2 separate regions of the Mus musculus genome follow, and region 1 is linked to region 2. A link is a contact called in public Hi-C data. All regions are on one chromosome and are shown on one strand. The core of a region is the stretch at or near the end of the contact, and the rest is flanking DNA. Distances in the headings are between cores, read along the strand shown.

Region 1 (5,505 bases), core at 1,386-3,885, 520 kb before region 2:
TGGATTTTGGGGGGGTAGGGTGGCGGGAGGGGGGAGCTGGTCTCTGACATTTTAATGCACTCTTTCCATTAATGTGTTTCCACATCAGCAGCTTCACGTCCATCAGCAGAACGGCATCAGGCTAGCCTCAGAGCAAAACACTGAGAAAGTACCTTGCCGGCAAAGAGCGGTACAGGCTATGAATTATACAGGAATGGTGTGTCTTAACAAGAGCTGCTCGGAGAGCGGATGTGTGGTACACACCAGTACAGGCCCAAGGGTCTCTGCCGAAAAGCCAGACTAACATCTCTCTGTCTGGATCAGGTCCAGATCGTCCTCCACAGAGGAAGGCTGCTGGTCGCCTAGTCTTGCGAAGCTCAGTTCCTTCCAAACTTCAAATGCTTGTGTTGTTGGCCATAGAGTAGTGACCACCATGTGATTTCAAAGGTCATCCATTCCTCTGAGAGGTGAGAAGGATGAAAGAGGTGTCAGCTCATGGTCACAGCTCCCTGCTTGTAGGTCTATCTGCTCGCGTTCCGGCTTCTTAGTGGGACTGCCTTCTAGTCAAGCAGAGTGAGGCTTCTAACTGACTGATTCTAGCATTCATTTATTTTTAAAAACTAAGTCTGAGAGTCTCCTCCCCCTGATGCTTGTTGAGACCATGGTGACTCCTCCAGGGACAGCAGACAAAGTCCAGCATGTGGCCTGCACCCCACAGCTGCTTCTCCCTCCGTTTTAATGATGGCAGAAGCGGCCCCAGCATGGGCAACCACAGGGTGAAACAGACTGGAATCCAACCCATCTGTGCCAGTAAGGGCCTACTCCTGCCCTGCAACAAGGTCCCAAGCTGCCCAGGCTCCAGGCCCCGGGCCAGTGCACAGCCCAGATCCTCTTTAGCACAAGCCGCTGGAGCTCAGCCCTCTGCAGAGAGAATGGCCTTGCTCAGACACATAGCCAGGTTCATTTTCTAGTAGCAGAATAGCTTTTATAGGATAACGCGTATGCAAAGCAAGAGTTCACCCCTTCACCAAGTTTAGGGACAGCACTGCACGGAACAAGACAGACAGCCCTTGCATCTGCTATGCCTTGCCACTACTTCAATGACCTCTAGTGACCCCAGTAATATCAGCACCTTCCAGCATAAAATAAAGGGCAGAGACTAAACAGTGTCCAAAAACCTTCTTGCTCCAGATTCTGAGCCTGTAATTGAAGCTCTGCTCTTTTGGGAGCCAACACAATGAGAACAGACTGACGATCTCTCAGACAACAGCAGACCTGGGACATCATCTTAAGAAGCTGGCAACGTTTATACTGTGCTGGGGGTTGGGGACTGTCATTGAGGGATGGAGTTCCTTCCAACCATCCTGGCTTCACGAGACCCAGGAATTTGTCAGTCTTTTGTAAAGTCATGGCTCTTGCTTGGAAGACCTTCTAAGAAAGACACATCTAGGCAATTCTTAAGGACCCAGCTCCATGTACCAACTACTGTATTTGGCAAAGAGGCTAACTGTTTAGAACCACAAGTTCTTCCTAGAATGAAGGAATGAGGCAGGGCACATTGTAGGGCTGAGGAAAGCTCTCTCACATGACTGCACGTGCTGTCAAGGTTACAGATAATAGACTTGGTCACTGCAAACATCCTATAAGCTATGGAGGTGTCGAGGATTCACAGCAAAGCCTCTTCAGGAAGCAGGGGCCAAGGTCTTCCCAAGCTTCTGGCAGACTCTACTCGGATGATGCACTCTTGAGAATACCTTCACACGAACTATCGACACTTTAAAACAATGCACAGTGAGGCCCTTTCTGAGTACAACCACTCCTTGTACGTCATTAGCTTTGAATGCTTGGGTACCATCATGTGCTTAACATAACGGATCCATACCACTTTCTATTACTGATCTTCTCCTTCATCCAAAAGATCAACAACAGAAACAACCTATATATTTGTAGCTTATTTCGTGTTGCAAGTGGATTATACACTTACAAATCACCCTAAAATGATATCAATGAAACCCCTTTTCAAACAGCTAAACTGCTATTTTCTTCTGTATTTTACAATCAACTTGTGAATGTCCACATCATAACAGCCATACACAATCCTTCCTCTTTGTTAGCTACTTAGCTGAATTAGACACACACTTCCAACCTTCATCAATAATTTGTCCTTTTGTAATTCTTTTTCAGGTTCCAGGCTCTTTGGGAGTGATGAAGCGAACATTAAAACAAACGCTGGCGCCCCAAAGGCTAAGTGTTCACTCCCTCCCCTCAAAAGAAATGCATGCCCTAAACTGGTTTCACCTGACATCCATCCATGGGGGTGGATGACCAAACAAGCAGAGAGAGTAAGACGCTCTGAGCTCCAGCACGGACAGCTATGGTGCACTGGGCAGGGCTCTCGGCCACAGGAACAGAGCCGTGTAAACCCTGGGTTCCCACAGCCCAGCCTGCACTCTGCCAGCAGGCACAGGAGGCCAGTCTGCTGCAAAGTGGGACAGAGGGCGCCTGAAATAGGAACTATACTTGGGTTTCTTTCTTTTTCAGAAAGGATATACTGTAAACATGAACGGTAACTTCCCAGGCAGCAGGTGGACAGGCAGGGCACCGCGCGCATGCGCGGGGGCTTTGCCAGGTGCAGACAGTCACAGTTGCCCCAGCTTTGCTCCTCCTCTCAATTCTAATTAAGGAGGAGGTGCAGCCTTCTAGGCAGTGCTCCCGGAAGTTGCTGGCTGGAGCACAGTCGATCTTCTCAGGCTGGTTAGCTAACATTGATTTTCTGCCCCAGTGGAAGAGATTTTACTCTGATGCATGTCATTTAAATTCATTTTACACAGCTGCTTAATGTGGCTTGGCAAGGCGCAGCAAACCAGCTTTGTGGGTCTAAACAGCACTCCTGAGTTGGGAAAGGACAGAGCCTGTGGCTCAGCAGCTGATGGCACATGTTTTTCTGCTCCTCTAGACTCATGAACTGACCCTGAAGGAACCATGTTAAAGTGCAAGAGAGGAAAAGCCAGGTTCCCAGGAATGCGTCTGTCTGTCTCACTTCATAGTTCTTTTACTTGGAGGATCACGCTCTGAGGATTCTTTGTTGCTTCGCATGGAGGACCATGTTTACAGAATTAACGACTTTCCAGGACAAAATGACCCTCTGCTCTTGCTGTCTGCAACGTGATGGGAAAGAAGACTGTGAGAAAGCTCGGCGTCAGGCCAGCCAGGGCCGAGGGCAGAGCTGGGTTTACTGTTCACAGGGCTGGGGAATGGTCCACTGTCCCTTACTACCAAGAACGGGGAATTTGGCGTGGGAGGATCCAATGAACATATATACAAACAATATTGTTAATATTATTGTTTAGTAACCCACCTAGTAACACATGCAGTTTATTAACCATACAGTTTCACAGCAGGGTACAGCAGCACTTTTGCTGTCTGTAATACTGCACTGACACCAAGACTAAAACACCACTGTGTAGGCAGAAAACTCTTGATTATTTTGTTGGATTCCCCTAGTCAAACATTCCAGGCCTCATTGGCTCCAAGGCAGGCTCAGAGAACAGTGAGGTCTCTCCTCTGCCCTGGGCAGCCCAGGCAGCAAGCCCAACTGCTACCGTGTCCAGGCTCCTGGGCAGGGGCTTTCAGGGTGGCAGCCCAGTACAGGTTCCTCTACAGAACATCAACACCAGATGGGCTTAGAGCAGAGAGGACTTCCTTGCTTCTGTGCAGTTAACAGTTTCTACTTTTCTTCTCAGGCATGAAGGAGCAGTCAGGTGAAGGACAGACACAGTCAGGACCTGGATGGAGGTATGCAGGCTTCCATCCCACTGCCATGGGATGGATATACAACAGATAGGAAGATGACCCTGTGACGTGGGTCTGCTGAGAGCTCTTCCAATGACAGCTTCAACGTAAATGCCCAGGTCTCCCAACAGCAAGCCCTGGGCATGCTGCTACTGCCCAGTCCTGGTCAGGCTCATTACCACAGGAGCCTGGCAGTTGCAACAGTTGAGGTACTGGGAAGAAAACATGGGGTGTGTGCCAGCCTCAGCCTGGCTGGGGTAAGCAGTGACCTAACATATGGTGTCCTAAAGTAAACACAAGAACAGGTTCTGTGGATTTGTTCGGAAGCACAGGTCTGAGTCCCTGACCATGCACTACTCCACACACAGTTGAGAAGGTCCCAGACAGGGATAAAGGACACTGCATTGGACCATATGGCTACCTGGGGTGGAGCTCTGCAAAACTCAACAGAGGTGGAGGAAAGGGTCAAAGAGAGAAAAGTAAGATGCTCATATTTATTCTCAACCTATCAATTCAGTATAGTTTTAACTGGAGGTGAATGAAATCAACATAAGCAGCCGCACCTGAACGGAGGAGAATGTGAGGTTAAGGTGTGGATTGGTCTGCTGATTAAACACAGAGAACAAATGTATGGCTATGTATTAACCCGTGAATTTCTATTATAAACGGACTCAGGAAGCATGGCAAGACTTTCATCAGGTGGGGCCCAGCCTTGCTGGCTCAGGTCATTACCCACTCCGTGCCATCAGAGGCCTTGTCAGATGCAATCACATACTTCCTACTTAACAGAAGGGAAGTAACTTGCTGTTATGAATTGCAACAATGGGCAGTTCATTTCAGCCATTCACATGGGAGCAGCTGTGCCAGACTCCAGCAGACTGTCTATTCAAACATTCCCTGTGGCCAGGCGGGGCTGGCTGTGGGCTGGACACTCAGGGTCAGGAGATCTGAAGTGAATGTAAAGGGCTAAGACAGAACAAGGAGGGAGTGACGGATCTCCATGTAATTCCTCCAAGGAAACATGCCAGTGTTCAGAACAGAGAATGGGACTGGGGGCTCTGCATTCCTGGAGCATCCGCTTCAGAGGAACTCTACACACACACATGTTCACAGACATCCACAGATTCACAGACACCTAAACATGCATGTTCACAGACATCCACAGATTCACAGACATGTAAACACACACATGTTCACAGACATCCACAGATTCACAGACATGTAAACATGCATGTTCACAGACATCCACAGATTCACAGACATGTAAACACATGCATGTTCACAGACATCCACAGATTCACAGACATGTAAACACATGCATGTTCACAGACATCCACAGATTCACAGACATCCACAGATTCACAGACATGTAAACACACGCATGTTCACAGACATCCACAGATTCACAGACACCTAAACATGCATGTTCACAGACATCCACAGATTCACAGACATGTAAACATGCATGTTCACAGACATCCACAGATTCACAGACATGTAAACACATGCATGTTCACAGACATCCACAGATTCACAGACATCCACAGATTCACAGACATGTAAACACATGCATGTTCACAGACATCCACAGATATACACCTAAACACATGCAAATTCACAAATACTCACAGATACATAAACACATCTAAACTCACACATGTTCACAGTCATCCACACCAGACACTTAAACACAGTTGAACTCACACATTTCAGAAACATCTAAACTTACAAATG
Region 2 (5,476 bases), core at 826-3,325:
GGCCTGGAACTCAGTGATTAAGCAGGCAAATTGGCCACTGAACTCCAGGGACCCCCCCCCCCTCGCAAGGTGGCTGTCCTAGCCACCCCCCACCCCAGTGCTATGTTTACAAGGGTGTACCACTCTGCCTGGCTTTTTAATGTAGATGCTGGGTCTTGAACTTGGAACAACTTCATGTTTGTAACTTTACCAACCCCCTCCCTAGCCCCCCAGTTATTTTTTGGATGTGAATTCCAGGGGGCTGTATCCTCTTGTCATTTCTCAAACCACTTGTCATTTCTCAAACCATCTGTCTGGAGAGCACAAAGGAAGTGTTTGCTGAGCAGAGCAAAGGTAGTTCCCCCTGTGGCTGGAAGACTACATCCCTCTACAGCTTCCACCCGTGGGAGGGGAAAATATTGAACGTGGAGTGATTTAGCCAGGCTGTGGCAAACGTGGGCTCTGAGGTCACAGAACAAGGGCAGGAGTCCTGGCTGGGGCATCTCAGCTGAGTGTCTTTAAAACCTGATTCCCTCACGGAGCAGATGCAAAACAAAAGAATACAACGTATAAGAAGCTTTTAGAGAGTGTCAGATCGTCTCAGTAACACTAACAGGATAGGGCCATGAGCGAACCCCAAGTCCTTCCAGCTGACCTTTGTTAGAAACCATGGTCCTCTGTGAATATCCATTGCAGAGAACTTTGAAGGAAATACAGCCATGGTATTTTTCTTTGAGTGCCCAGGCTTGAGTCCTGTGGTCCAATTAGAACCCCTGGGCAAAGTGAGATATAGAGACCAAAGGATGTTGGCTTGTCTGGTCTATGTAAGAACCTTGGAAAGGGTCTGTATAGTTCTCCAAGTCGCACACACCCTAGCTGGCTCTTCCAGGTTTGGTTTATGCCCTAGTTTGAGTCTCAGGTTTGGGGATCACAAGGTGCTTGGCCGGGAGGGGTGGATTAGATGTTCTGCCGAGAAAGGTGCACCTGTCTATGTCAGTGTTTGAAGGAGTGTTAGCCAAGGACCCCACACAAGGCAGGGGAGGGGGCTGTGGCTGTGAACAGGAAGATCTGACTGTGACTCCTTGCCCTGTGTTGTGTGGGAAAGCCTAGACTCTTCAACTGAAAGGCAAGGGCCAGGGCGGCCTCTCCGATTTGCTTTCTGCATTCTTCTGGCTACCAGAAAGAATGTGCTAGAAGAGTACTCACCCACGGAAGGAATGAAGTTCTGACATCTTGCTACAGCGTGACTGCACCTTGAAAAACAGCTTTAATAAATGATGACGTCACTCACCAAAGGGGCAGGTACGGTACTGTTGTACTTCTGGGAGGTTAGGGTAGACATGCTGGGACAGAGGGAGACGGAGGTCACCGGGAGCATTTTCTGGCTTCCCGGTTTCAGCGTGAGATGAGAGTGAAGTTCTGGAGATGGGTGGTGGTTAATGGTTGCACAGACTTAACACCACTGGGGTTAAAATGAGGCATATTATGCTACATCCACTGTAAGATGCACCCCCCCCTGAAAGATATGGTATAAATAGGTTGTAATATGGGATTCTAAACTCCTTTGCTATTTTTCAGAGGGAGAGAGACCAAAGGACAGTAGGAGCTAAGTTGTATGTCTGTTGGACCTGGTTGGTGTCTTCTGGCTTGGCAGGTACTAGGTAGGGCTCAGTCGGATCCAGAGGCCTACCTTTGGCTGGTCCTCGAACTCTTTCCTGTTAACATAATGTATAGGGTTTCTCCCATTCGGCCGCTAACCTCCTCCTCATAGCACTTAAACACCCAGGTTCCACTTAAAAAAAAACCCAAAAAACAAAAACCCTAATTCTATTCTAACTGCCATCTTTGTTTACTTGTGTAAACAACAGGAGCAGATCCTATTTGGTTATCACTTAAATGCTAAAAAAGAAAGAAAAACAACAACAACAACAACAACAAAAAACACCAATAAGAGGGGAAAACGTGGAAGGAAAACCATCTCTGTGTGTGCGGATTTTGAAAAAACACCCTTCTTGACAATAAACAGCCGGGCTGGGAGGGCGCGGCTGGGAGTCTTTGGAGGGGGCGTGCTGCTCTGCGGCGCCCTCTGGTGGCCGCATCCCGGCATGGTCACGCTCCACTGAGGCTTCTCCAGGGGTTGGCATTTGGGGCCTTGGTGAAGGACAGTTCTCAAAAAGAGATTTACAATCACAAGCCACAGCGTGGTGCTTCAGGTGGAGGCCCTGGAAACAACGCATCCATTCTGGACGGCTCTCTCTCTGATGGTGGCCAGTGAGGAAGATACCAAGAAGAAACAAAACAAAACAAAACAAACGAAAAAACGTGTGGCCCATCCATTATACTTATGTTGTGTGATATTGTTCCTCAGAGGGCAAAGCCGATGAGAGGAATAAGTGATTGAAACAATCATTTCATTCCCTTGGCAGGAATTCAGTCATTAGCGATATACCTATTTTACAAAGGCAGACTAGATACATTAGAGATTGAAGAAACTGGAGCAGATGTTTTCCCTCTGATAAGCACCATTCTATTAAAAAAAAACCAAAAAACCAACTCTAGAGGGTTGGAATTTGCCCAGAAAACAGGAATACATGGGTTTTTAGGTCCTTTGACATTTAAAAAATTCCAGGAAATACTACAAGTGTGATCTCTAACCAGCATAGGGACTTACATAGGACTGCACACAGCCACAGCCACGGTGGCTTAAGTAATGAGGGTCTCCTCAGTGTGTGAGTGTGTGTGAGTGTGTGTATGTGTGTGTGTGAGAGAGAGTGTGTGTGAGTGTGTGTGTGAGTGTGTGTGTGTGAGTGTGCGTGTGAGAGTGTGTATGTGTGTGTGTGAGTGTGTGTGTGAGTGTGTGTGAGAGTGTATGTGAGTGTGTGTGTGAGTGAGTGTGTGTGAGTGTGTGTATGAGAGTGTGTGAGAGAGTGTGTGTGTGTGAGTGTGTGTGTGAGTGTGTGTGTGAGAGTGTGTGAGTATGTGTGTGTGTGAGTGTGTGTGAGAGAGAGTGTGTGTATGTGAGTGTGTGTGTGTGTGTATGTGTGAGTGTGTGTGTGTGTGTGTGTGTGTGTGTGTGTGGGTCACAGGTATCCCACATGCTTTCAAGTTCCTCAGTAGTTTCTTGTGGACACTTTATGTTTTGAGGCAGCCATTGTCACCATTTCATAGTCCCAGGAGGAGGTGAGGTTCCAGTGCTGGCGACTTGATGACGGTCCAGTACAGCCCCCAAATCTTAGTGAGGCGAAGCATACCACCTGGTGTTAGTGCTGGATGTAAATTCTTGTCCCCACATCTATCCTGGGACAGAGCAGCTTAAGCCCTAAGGAACCTGGAGGAGGCTAAGGCTACTCGAGTGTGAGGGTCATAGGTTGTATCAGACTCCTCTAGATGCTCACAGAGATCTGCAAAGGCTCACCCCTAACTCCTAAGGATGGTGTCAGGCAAGTATTGATCTGGATGGGGCCCAGCTAACTCTCTTGTGTGGCTCTGCTTCTAAGACACTGGTGCTGGTGGGATTTGAACTCAGGCCTGTCTTTTCTCACCTGCAGACCTCTGCTTAGAATCCCCTGTCTAGCGATTGGATATTTCCCTCTGCTTGGGTATATGTGCACCTGCCTTCCAAGAAATATCTGTGACTCAGCTAGCAAGTCCCAGGTGAACCTAGGACCATGGAAGGGACCTGCCACCTAGTTTTGGGTGAATGGCTTAACTATAAGTTGGCTGCTTTCTTCTGGGGGAGATTTTATTTTTTCCTCTGAGAGAGCCACAGGGAGATACCACACACTAAACCCCAGGCATCCTCAGAATTTGGTACTGCAGGTAAGGCTTGGCATGGCCACGTTCAACACCGGGTATAAAGACATCATGAAGACTTACAGGTGGTTGATTAACATTAGGAACAGGGGGAGACCAGAATATGTCAGTCTTGAAAAAGGTTACCAAGCAACAGGTCAGGAAACAGAGGTCCTAGAAGAGGTGACACACAGGGCTAGAAAGGGTCTAGCGTCTGAGAACTGAATTTCTTTGGGTCGGAATACCTATGACCAGACCAGGCTCCTCTCATCCCGTGACCTGTGCAATGAATGGCACTTTTGTTGCTGTCACTGTGATAAAACACCTGACAGAAACCACATTAAGGAAGGAAGGGTTTATTCTGGCTCCTGGTCTGAGGTATAATCCAGCGTCATGGAGAGGGAGAGCAGGAGGTGCTGGTCACATGGCAGGCATCTAGCATGAGGAAGCAGAGTGGGGTGAAGGCTGGGCTCAGCTCGCTTTCTCTTTTTGATTCAGTCGGGGACCCTGGCTCAGTCAGCTGCCCATCATCCATCCAGGAGGCCATCTCTCCCTCCTCAGACCTCCCTGGAGACATGCTCACAATTGTCCATCAAGTTGACAGTCCAGAGTTACCACACGCTGTTTGTTTAGGCTTGGGCTTTTCTGAGATCAGGCAATGTTGGTTCAATTCAGTGTTGTCAACAACTTTGGCCCAGGGAGGTAGTTCAAACATGGTACCTTTTGATGTGTGTGTTAGAGTGTGTGTGTACAAATGTGTGTGTGTGTGTGTGTGTGTGTGAAAGAGAAAGAGAAAGAGAAAGAGAGAGAGAGTAAGTATGAGTGTGAGAGTGCATTGTGAGAGTGTGTGTGTGATTGAGTGTGAGTGTGTATGTGTAAGTATGTGAGTGTGTGTATGTGTATGAGTATGTGTGTGTCTATGTGTATGTCTACATGTGAGTGTGTGTGAGTGTGCATAGATGTGAGGTCAGAGATCAACACCAGGCATTCTTCTCCATCATTCTCTACCTTCATTTCATTTTGGAGGCCAGATCTGTGGATGGACCTGGAGCTCAAGGCTTTAGCTACTCTGTCTGGCCAGCAGGCCACACATCCTCCTGTCCCCATGTCCACAGCGCTGGGGATTAGATCATGATAGGGAAATGGCACCACATATGACTTTTTTGTGAGTACTAACAACTGAAATCACATGGCCATGCTTGCGTGACAAGCACTTTCCTGACTGAGGAGGAGAAATCCTTTGTAATGGGATCCGTAAGGTGGAAAGCTGTTAGCAAGGAAAATGATTAATAATAATGACAATAAGGACATTTCAGCTTTTGGTCAACCATTTATTTCTTCATCTTTTTAAACAATTTCTTTTTATTGTGTGTTTGCTTGCATGTATGTCTGTGAGTTTGTGCATACACGTGTGTGTACATCCACAGAGGCCAGAAGAAGGCGTCAGGTTCCCTGGACTTTGAGTTACAGGTGGTTGGGCCGGGGACTGAATATGAGTCATCTGAAAGAGTAGCCTGCACTCTTCAGTGCCAAGCCATTGCTGCAGCTCCCGTGACATCATTTCTTAGTCTGACAAATGTTTATTAAGAACCTACAACATATGGCCCCATGCACGCAGAAGAGCAGATCAGGTGAACAGGGGAAGGTATTGGGAAGGCACCCTGCAAGGGAGAGAGATGTGAGGGTGGACTGTAGTAGGGACGAA

Evidence for each region. A called contact is a pair of places that touch in the nucleus more often than the background predicts.
Region 1: a Hi-C map of muscle stem cells shows a contact between it and region 2, with 4 times the contacts expected there. The contact joins two enhancer-like sites. A contact is called at or near these places in 1 of 484 Hi-C or Micro-C datasets (muscle stem cells) and 1 of 9 other capture datasets (embryonic stem cells).

Annotation. Positions count from the first base shown.
Region 1 is chr17:5,292,956-5,298,460 of GRCm38.p6, reverse strand. The region is part of intron 8 of Arid1b (AT rich interactive domain 1B (SWI-like)); the gene reads right to left. Among named protein-coding and RNA genes, the nearest start is that of Gm34854, 71 kb to the right of the region's middle. Within about 2 kb of position 2,635, at least 181 of the 459 cell types and tissues checked have an H3K27ac peak or open chromatin away from gene starts, as enhancers often do. A contact at or near this core is called in muscle stem cells, where this site is marked.
Region 2 is chr17:4,774,965-4,780,440 of GRCm38.p6, reverse strand. No RefSeq gene overlaps it. Among named protein-coding and RNA genes, the nearest start is that of Gm34371, 17 kb to the left of the region's middle. Within about 2 kb of position 2,075, at least 20 of the 459 cell types and tissues checked have an H3K27ac peak or open chromatin away from gene starts, as enhancers often do. A contact at or near this core is called in muscle stem cells, where this site is marked.